Linked DNA regions of Sus scrofa: region 1 is linked to region 2. The links are chromatin contacts, called in public Hi-C maps. All regions are on one chromosome and are shown on one strand. Each heading gives the region's core, a stretch centred on a gene start, on an enhancer-like site or on the middle of the called end of the contact. The rest is flanking DNA. Distances are from core to core; before and after follow the strand shown.

What was found. Hi-C and Micro-C count contacts between places; a contact is called where the count stands out from the background.
Region 1: a contact with region 2 is called in a Hi-C map of liver, with 2.1 times the contacts expected there. The contact joins two enhancer-like sites. A contact is called at or near these places in 3 of 47 Hi-C or Micro-C datasets (liver and skeletal muscle).

Annotation. Positions count from the first base shown.
Region 1 is chr2:124,433,800-124,437,222 of Sscrofa11.1, forward strand. All of the region lies in intron 2 of PRR16 (protein Largen), which reads left to right. All of the region lies in intron 1 of LOC110259454 (a long non-coding RNA gene), which reads right to left. Among named protein-coding and RNA genes, the nearest start is that of PRR16, 240 kb to the left of the region's middle. Within about 2 kb of position 1,607, at least 1 of the 83 cell types and tissues checked has an H3K27ac peak or open chromatin away from gene starts, as enhancers often do. A contact at or near this core is called in liver, where this site is marked.
Region 2 is chr2:124,246,771-124,250,508 of Sscrofa11.1, forward strand. The region is part of intron 1 of PRR16 (protein Largen); the gene reads left to right. Among named protein-coding and RNA genes, the nearest start is that of PRR16, 49 kb to the left of the region's middle. Within about 2 kb of position 1,896, at least 2 of the 83 cell types and tissues checked have an H3K27ac peak or open chromatin away from gene starts, as enhancers often do. A contact at or near this core is called in liver, where this site is marked.

The sequences.
Region 1 (3,423 bases), core at 357-2,856, 190 kb after region 2:
CGGCCTACACCAGAGCCACAGCAACGCGGGATCTGAGCCGCGTCTGCGACCTACACCACAGCTCACGGCAACACCGGATTGTTAACCCACTGAGCAAGGGCAGGGACCGAACCCGCAACCTTATGGTTCCTAGTCGGATTCGTTAACCACTGCGCCACGACGGGAACTCCGTATATGCAATTTTTTTTTGGAAAGATGATATAAAGATTAACACTTCTCATGAGACAGATCTGTTTTACTTTTTCCCTAAACTTAACTTTCCTACCTAGGATATGTGGGAAAGCTAAACACTGAGTACTCTAGCTATAATATTGCTGTTTCTGACACATCACCTTTCCTAGTCAAATATTAATTGTAGTCCACAGATAGAAGATAATATTTGCTAGGAAGTTTTTTAAAAAAACTGAGAAGTAACAAATCTAGCATTTATTCTTAATTTTACATCAGGAAGAATTTTAACATAGCCACTATGAAAAACAGTATGGAGGTTCTTCAAGTAATTAAAATGAGAACTGCAGTATGATCCAGCAATTCCATTTCTAGGTTTATATCAAAGAAAACAAAATCATTATGTCAAGGAGAAACCTGCATTGTCATGTTCACTGCGGCATTATTCACTATAGCCAAGACAACAACCTGAATGTTGACATATAAATGGATAACGATTTATGATACACACACACAGCAAAATAGTATGCAGCCATGGGTAGTTGAACTTTTAATTCATGAATATTTCATGAGTAATTGAACATCTTTCAATTGATAATATGTCTGTGTGAGTAATTCATATTGTATGTAGCTTTTGATTTTTATTGTCATTGTTATATACTACTATTATGGAAATAGATCACAGTTTAATTATCTATTCCATTGTTGACAAGCATCACTAATAGTGAACTTTGTAGTTTGGGACTATTGTAAACAGTGATGCTATAAACATTCTAGTACTCATACTTTTGTAAACCTATCTGTTTATTAGGTGTACATGTGAGAAGAAAGGAAGAAAGAAAATATAGAACAAAATTACATACTTCTAAAATGAAATGTCTTTCGAATATAAATAATGAACCATATACCCTCACATAACCAGCTAATTAAGCAAATAATCTGAAATATTTTCCATTAGATACCACACATGGTTCTACTGATCTTCAAAGAGTGAAAATTTAACCAAATAGATTAAATGAAATTGAACACATCTTTGTCTGTCTTTGATGATGTAAATGTACCCTGGAAGGACCTTACATATGTAAATAAAACGTGTTGATTTTGGACTGTCACAGTGGTCAAAGACTGTTTAGAATAGATCAGCTTAAGCTGGCTGCATTACATAAACTGTGAAAAAAATTCAAGCGCATTTTTTAATGCATTTAAAGTTTTGCACGTTCGTCTTTAATTTCATTTAAGAAAACAATTTTTCCTGAAAATTACTGGCTGTGAAAAGTATCTTTTAATAAAGAAATTATATTTTATTTTTTTCTGAACCTCTTTATCCTTAAAAAAAAATCCCTCTTATTAAATTACATGCCTACATTAATGTCCATCTAGCCTTAGTTTACAACTCAGTGGATTTTCTCAAACTAAACATACTGTGTAAGCAGCACTGAGATCCAGAAATAGGTCATTACCAGTATTTCCAAAGCCACTATATGCTCCTTTTCAGTTACTATCTCTCACCTCAGTCATTGCTTTTTGATTTCCAGTGTTACAGATTAGTTTTATCTGTTTTATAATGTATATACACAGGAAGATAAGTGCACAGATTTTATAACTTTTTTCAATTGACATTCTGTGAGATTTATATATGTTATCGTTCGTAATTTTTGATTTTTATTCTCATTCTTACATACTGCTATTATGGAAATATGCCACAATTTAGTGTTGATAAACATCCTTAACAGTAAAGTTTGCAGTTTTTGGCTATTATGTATTTAAACAGTGACACTATAAACTTTCTAATAACTGCTTTTCAAGCTATCTGTATGTTAAATCTACACTTAGGAATTGATGATTTTTATGTATCCATTCGTTCAGCTTTAGTAGATACTTTGAAAGGTTTTTACAAAGTGTTTGTACAAATGTGTAGGTGAACCAGCAGTACATGAGAGTTCTGATTGTACCAAATCCTTCCCAAAATTTGACATTGCCTGTCTTTTATCTATTCTAGTAGATTTGTACTGGTGACGTACTATGTCTTTTACTTGTGTTTTTCTGTTTCTTAAAGCACTGGAAACTGTATCTAGTCACTTACTTACTGTGGATTTTTTTTTTTTTTTTTTTAAGCTGAGCATTAAAACAATGTTGGAGTTCCCACTGCGGTGCAGCTGAAATGAATCCGACTTGTAACCATTAGGTTGCGGGTTCCATCCCTGGCCTCTTTCAGAGGGTCAGGGATCCTGCATTGCTGTGAGCTGTGGTATAGGCAGGCAGCTACAGCTCTGATTTAGTCCCTAGACTGGGAATTTCCATATGCCATGGTTGCAGCCCTAAAAAGATAAAACAAACAAACAAAAAACAGTAATAGTCATTATCAAGGCAGCAGCAGCATCACAGCACAAAGGTCTTCTTTCTCCGTAGGAGAATAAGCAGCTCAGTTTTAGAGATATATAGTAGATGCTAATTAAATATTTGATGAAATGAATGAACTTTGAAGATACTGCTATTAGTGACAATTGTCCAAATGATGCTCTATTTTTTATACCCATAAGTAAAACAAAAAGTTTAATATAATGTTCATTACTAGTAAATTCTTACAAGTAGAATATTTGATTTCAACATCATTTCAAAACATTTAAGTTTTACTTCCCTCTAAATCGTGACCATGTGAAGACAAAATATAAGTGACTGCTTTTTCCCAGAGATTAGAATACCAAGGGAAAGTTAAAAATTGATATGAAACCCATTGATGAAACAAAAGTATGTAACAAATCTTTAATTTCATCAGCTCACATTTGCCTAAATTTTGGGAATAGGTGGTTGGAGTTGGATAACAAAATTTTGATTTGAACATAGTAAAATTAACTGCAACTTATTTAAAAGGGTTAAAACTTAGCATATGTTTATTAATGTTAGACTTCTGGGATCCCCTACTGTTAGGAGCCACGACACTGTTATTATCAAGCAACACATCTCAGTCCAAATTAGGTCTTTGGGAGAAATAGTTGACTTGGTGATGCTTTATGGCATCATGGGAGTAAACAGCACATTTTCCCACACCAGCTCATAGAGCAAACTCTCACAAAATTCTATGCCCTTCAATAGTGTATTTCACAACTTCTTCAAGCACAGCTTTTTCCAATAATAAATGATATTTATCCCAAAACTGAGAAAGAGCATTATCAGAAAAGACACAAGGGGAAGGGTTACAAATGCAGCATTATCTACCCTCCTTCATTTGAATTTGAAGGTTCGAAGTTGTTTGTT
Region 2 (3,738 bases), core at 646-3,145:
GGGCCATTATGAATATGCAATCGTGAGCTAATTTAAGAACATATGATTTTCCTCTAGCAGAGACATCAATATTGCATTTTTAAAGTAACCATTGGGTAGAAAATTCTGGTATGTATTGTGAGGGTCGTGTCTTGCCAAATCTTTACCCATAAGTAACTAATGTGGACAAAATGACACACAGAGAGCAGTTACAGAACATGTCAGTGTTTTTAAATCATTAGTGTACTGAGAAAAATAAGCCTTGATGGGGACTCACTGTGCAGTTCAAATGGTCAAAGTGGTGCAATAGTTGCTGAGCGTAGCATTTATTTATTTTTTTTAATAAGGCAATGGATGAGTTATTGCATAATGATAAGCTCTGTTCCCTGTTTAAAAGGTTTCAAGTGTTTTAAAAGGAGAAATAGCATTTTTGAACAAGTGTTTCCCTGTGCAGTAACAACAGATTAAGCTACATCTGGAGAGAAATCTGATTTTCTTCATTCCTGGCAGGAAAAGGGGCTGGGGGTGGGGGGCAAGTCAGGTCCACCATTCCAGATCTGGTCTTTTGTGTTCTGATGGTAAAGATCAGCCCAAGTATGAACTGTGAGGAAAATGTAGTAGAGAGCTCCCAGAGACTTTCTGTGCCTGGGTAGTACAGGTCTCATCCTGTGGTCACCTTCTTGTCATGACAGTGAGCATGGCAAACTGTCCCCCGTTCACACACCAGGTCCCACCCAGACCCGAACTTCCTCATGGGAAAGCAGATCAGACCACCTCAATCCCTTGTTACTCCTAAATCCAGTTATACAGCTACTCTCAGATCTGTATATCTTCCTAAAGCGTTTATGTTATTTAATTGTAATCATGTACCACTTATTTCTCTTTCTGACTTTCGGAATACATTTCTGTGTCTTACGGATTTTCTGTTCAGGCAACAAGTTCAGGAAATAACGTGAATTATTGTAGCCTTCCTTCACTTACTCATCTTACAAAGCACTTACTGAGCTCTACTATGTGTCAAACCCTGGTTGGGTGCATCTTTGAAAATAGAGCCACTTTTACCTGTACCACCACTCCTGTCTACCAGAGACTGATCAGAAGATAATATAGTCTGTAAGTGCAATAGTTGGTAAAATCACATTCTTAAAAATTTAGAGCAATCTGATCTTAGTAAAAGCAAAACAAACAGATGAATTAATACATAGTAATTGTTTTCTAAGAATTTACAAGCATTTTCAGACTATCAGACTATAAGTTTTCAGTAATATCACTGTAGCAGAACTGTCTTAACTATTCCAGGGGAGCCTTTGAAGAGAATCAGTAATGCCTGATTTGATTAGATAGAATCATTTTCTCATGGAATTTCCTAGGATAATGGAAACTAAGTTTGATGATATAGTAATCATCAAAGTAAAAACAGTAAGCATATCAGAAACTCCTGGTTACATGAAATGAATTCAGTATAACACAGTGAGTTATTGGTTGAAGTGGATTGATAATCTAGGTTTACCTGCTGCTAAAGCATTTACTTTCATGATCAATTTATCTGTGTTTCCTGTAACTCTGTATAGGTTTTCACCTTGATAGATGATGTCTCCCTGAAGCCTATTTACGTTAGCACCCAAGTGGAAGCTGCAGTAAATTAGCTTCTTGACCAAAGTTCTTAGTTTCAGGGCCATGAGTCAATCCTGTTGGATCTGACAGCCACAGCTCATTCTCCATTTGCTCTTGGGTTTAGGTCTTTATTGAGAATTCCATGTTGGACTTTGTGATTTAAACATTAGGGAACTAGAAGTTCATATTAGCATTGGGAAATAGCTATTGCTACACTTGTAAAACTCCATGCCAGTGTGGGTGCTTCTGAATGGGAGTTGGAGGGCAGAGTGAACAGTAATGAAGGATTATTACCTTTGGGACAAATGGACACTGGAAATAGTTAAAGGAAATTTCTAGGAGAGGGTAAACAACAGCAGGGACAGTATTTATTGTGATTAGGAATAGGAGCTCAGGGATCAGAGTAAGCTTTGCCTCATATTAGCTCTGTGTCTCAGGTAAGCTGGCTAACCTTTCTGAGCCTCATTTCATTATCATCTTTAAACAAGAACAGTGGCTACCTAAAGGGTTTGAAGTTCATTATTACTGAGTATGCAATCAATCACTGTTAGCAATGAATACTAATTTGAAAACAGCAATACCTGTTTTAGTAAGACAGTGAAGACAAAGTATTTGTCATTTATGTCATTTAGTTAATATGCATTATAATGAGAAAAATGAACACGTTTTATATATATATATATATGAAATCTGCAAAAAAATGTAGGGTGAAGCTCCTTGAAGTCTTGCCTTAATTGAACTGCTATGGAGGTTTTCCTTTGCATTTCATGGAACATCTCCAGCTTTGTTCCAATAAAGGCGAGATCAGCAAACTTTTTCTGTAAAGGGTCAAGTACTGTTTTAGGCTTTGTGGGCTGAGAATCAAAATCAAGGATATAATGTACATGCTTACCTAATAAACACTTTTTTCACAAATTTATATTCATGAAATTTAAAATATAATAATGAGTACAGATATTTGTAATGTAAGTTTACTGATAACTCTAATTGAATTCTTTTTGAGGGGAAATAACATTTTCCTTAATTGTGGATCAAAGTTATTCTTCCCTGTCATCAAGTTGATTGCTAATGTTCATCTGTAAAATCCATTCTTAGCTTATGGACTGTACAGAGACAGGTGGAAGGCCAGATTTGGCTCATGGGCTGTAGTCTGCTGACCTTGGTCTTAGAGGATTAAGGAAGCAAAGAGCCTTGAGACACTCTAATCAAATTAACATGTTAGCAAATAGCAGTCTGAGTAGCCTCTGGCTAATTTTAAGTCATGAAGTGAGAAGTATAGCTTAAATAGTGTCTGAACATATTTATTTGTTTATTTATTTATTTATTTTAGATGTTATTATGAACTTGCTTTTTTTTTTGGTCTTTTTGCCATTTCTTGGGCCACTCCCGCGGCATATGGAGGTTCCCAGGCTAGGGGTCGAATCGGAGCTGTAGCCACCGGCCTACGCCAGAGCCACAGCAACGCGGAATCCGAGCCGCGTCTGCGACCTACACCACAGCTCACGGCAACGCCGGATCGTTAACCCACTGAGCAAGGGCAGGGACCGAACCCGCAACCTCATGGTTCCTAGTCAGGTTCATTAACCACTGCGCCACAACGGGAACTCCCTGAACATATTTAGATGTCAAGTGCAAATGCAAACAAAACTGGAGACTATGCCATGGATCTCTGGGCCCTGGAAGAAGGCTCTCATATCTAACATTGATTTCCTTTCCCTTTTACGTTTGCCTGAACTTTCTGGTAAGACAGTAAATGGGTTGACAAATACTTACATGCATGTGCCCAAATGTGGGGTCATTTTAGAAGAAGGGAGAAAGAGCACCTTAAGGACAGTACTGAGGGCTGCACATTTCATTTCCTCTTCTAGAAGAAGACAGTCGCCTGTAAATGGAAACAGACAGGAATGGAAATTACCTTTCCTCTTTCTTCTGCCCAGTGTGGAAACAACATGTAGAACTGAAAGAATATCATCAGTTATTCTATAGAAACCTTTCTTAAATAACAAAAATATTCAAATTAAGTTACTTAGCATTATTTTAAATAAAAGTCAGATAGGAACATGTGCAGAAGCCGTAATAGTGATAGGGTATCCAGCTCCTCTTACCAGGTGATGATGAGCTTTCTGTCTGCCTGGAACTGTAGAG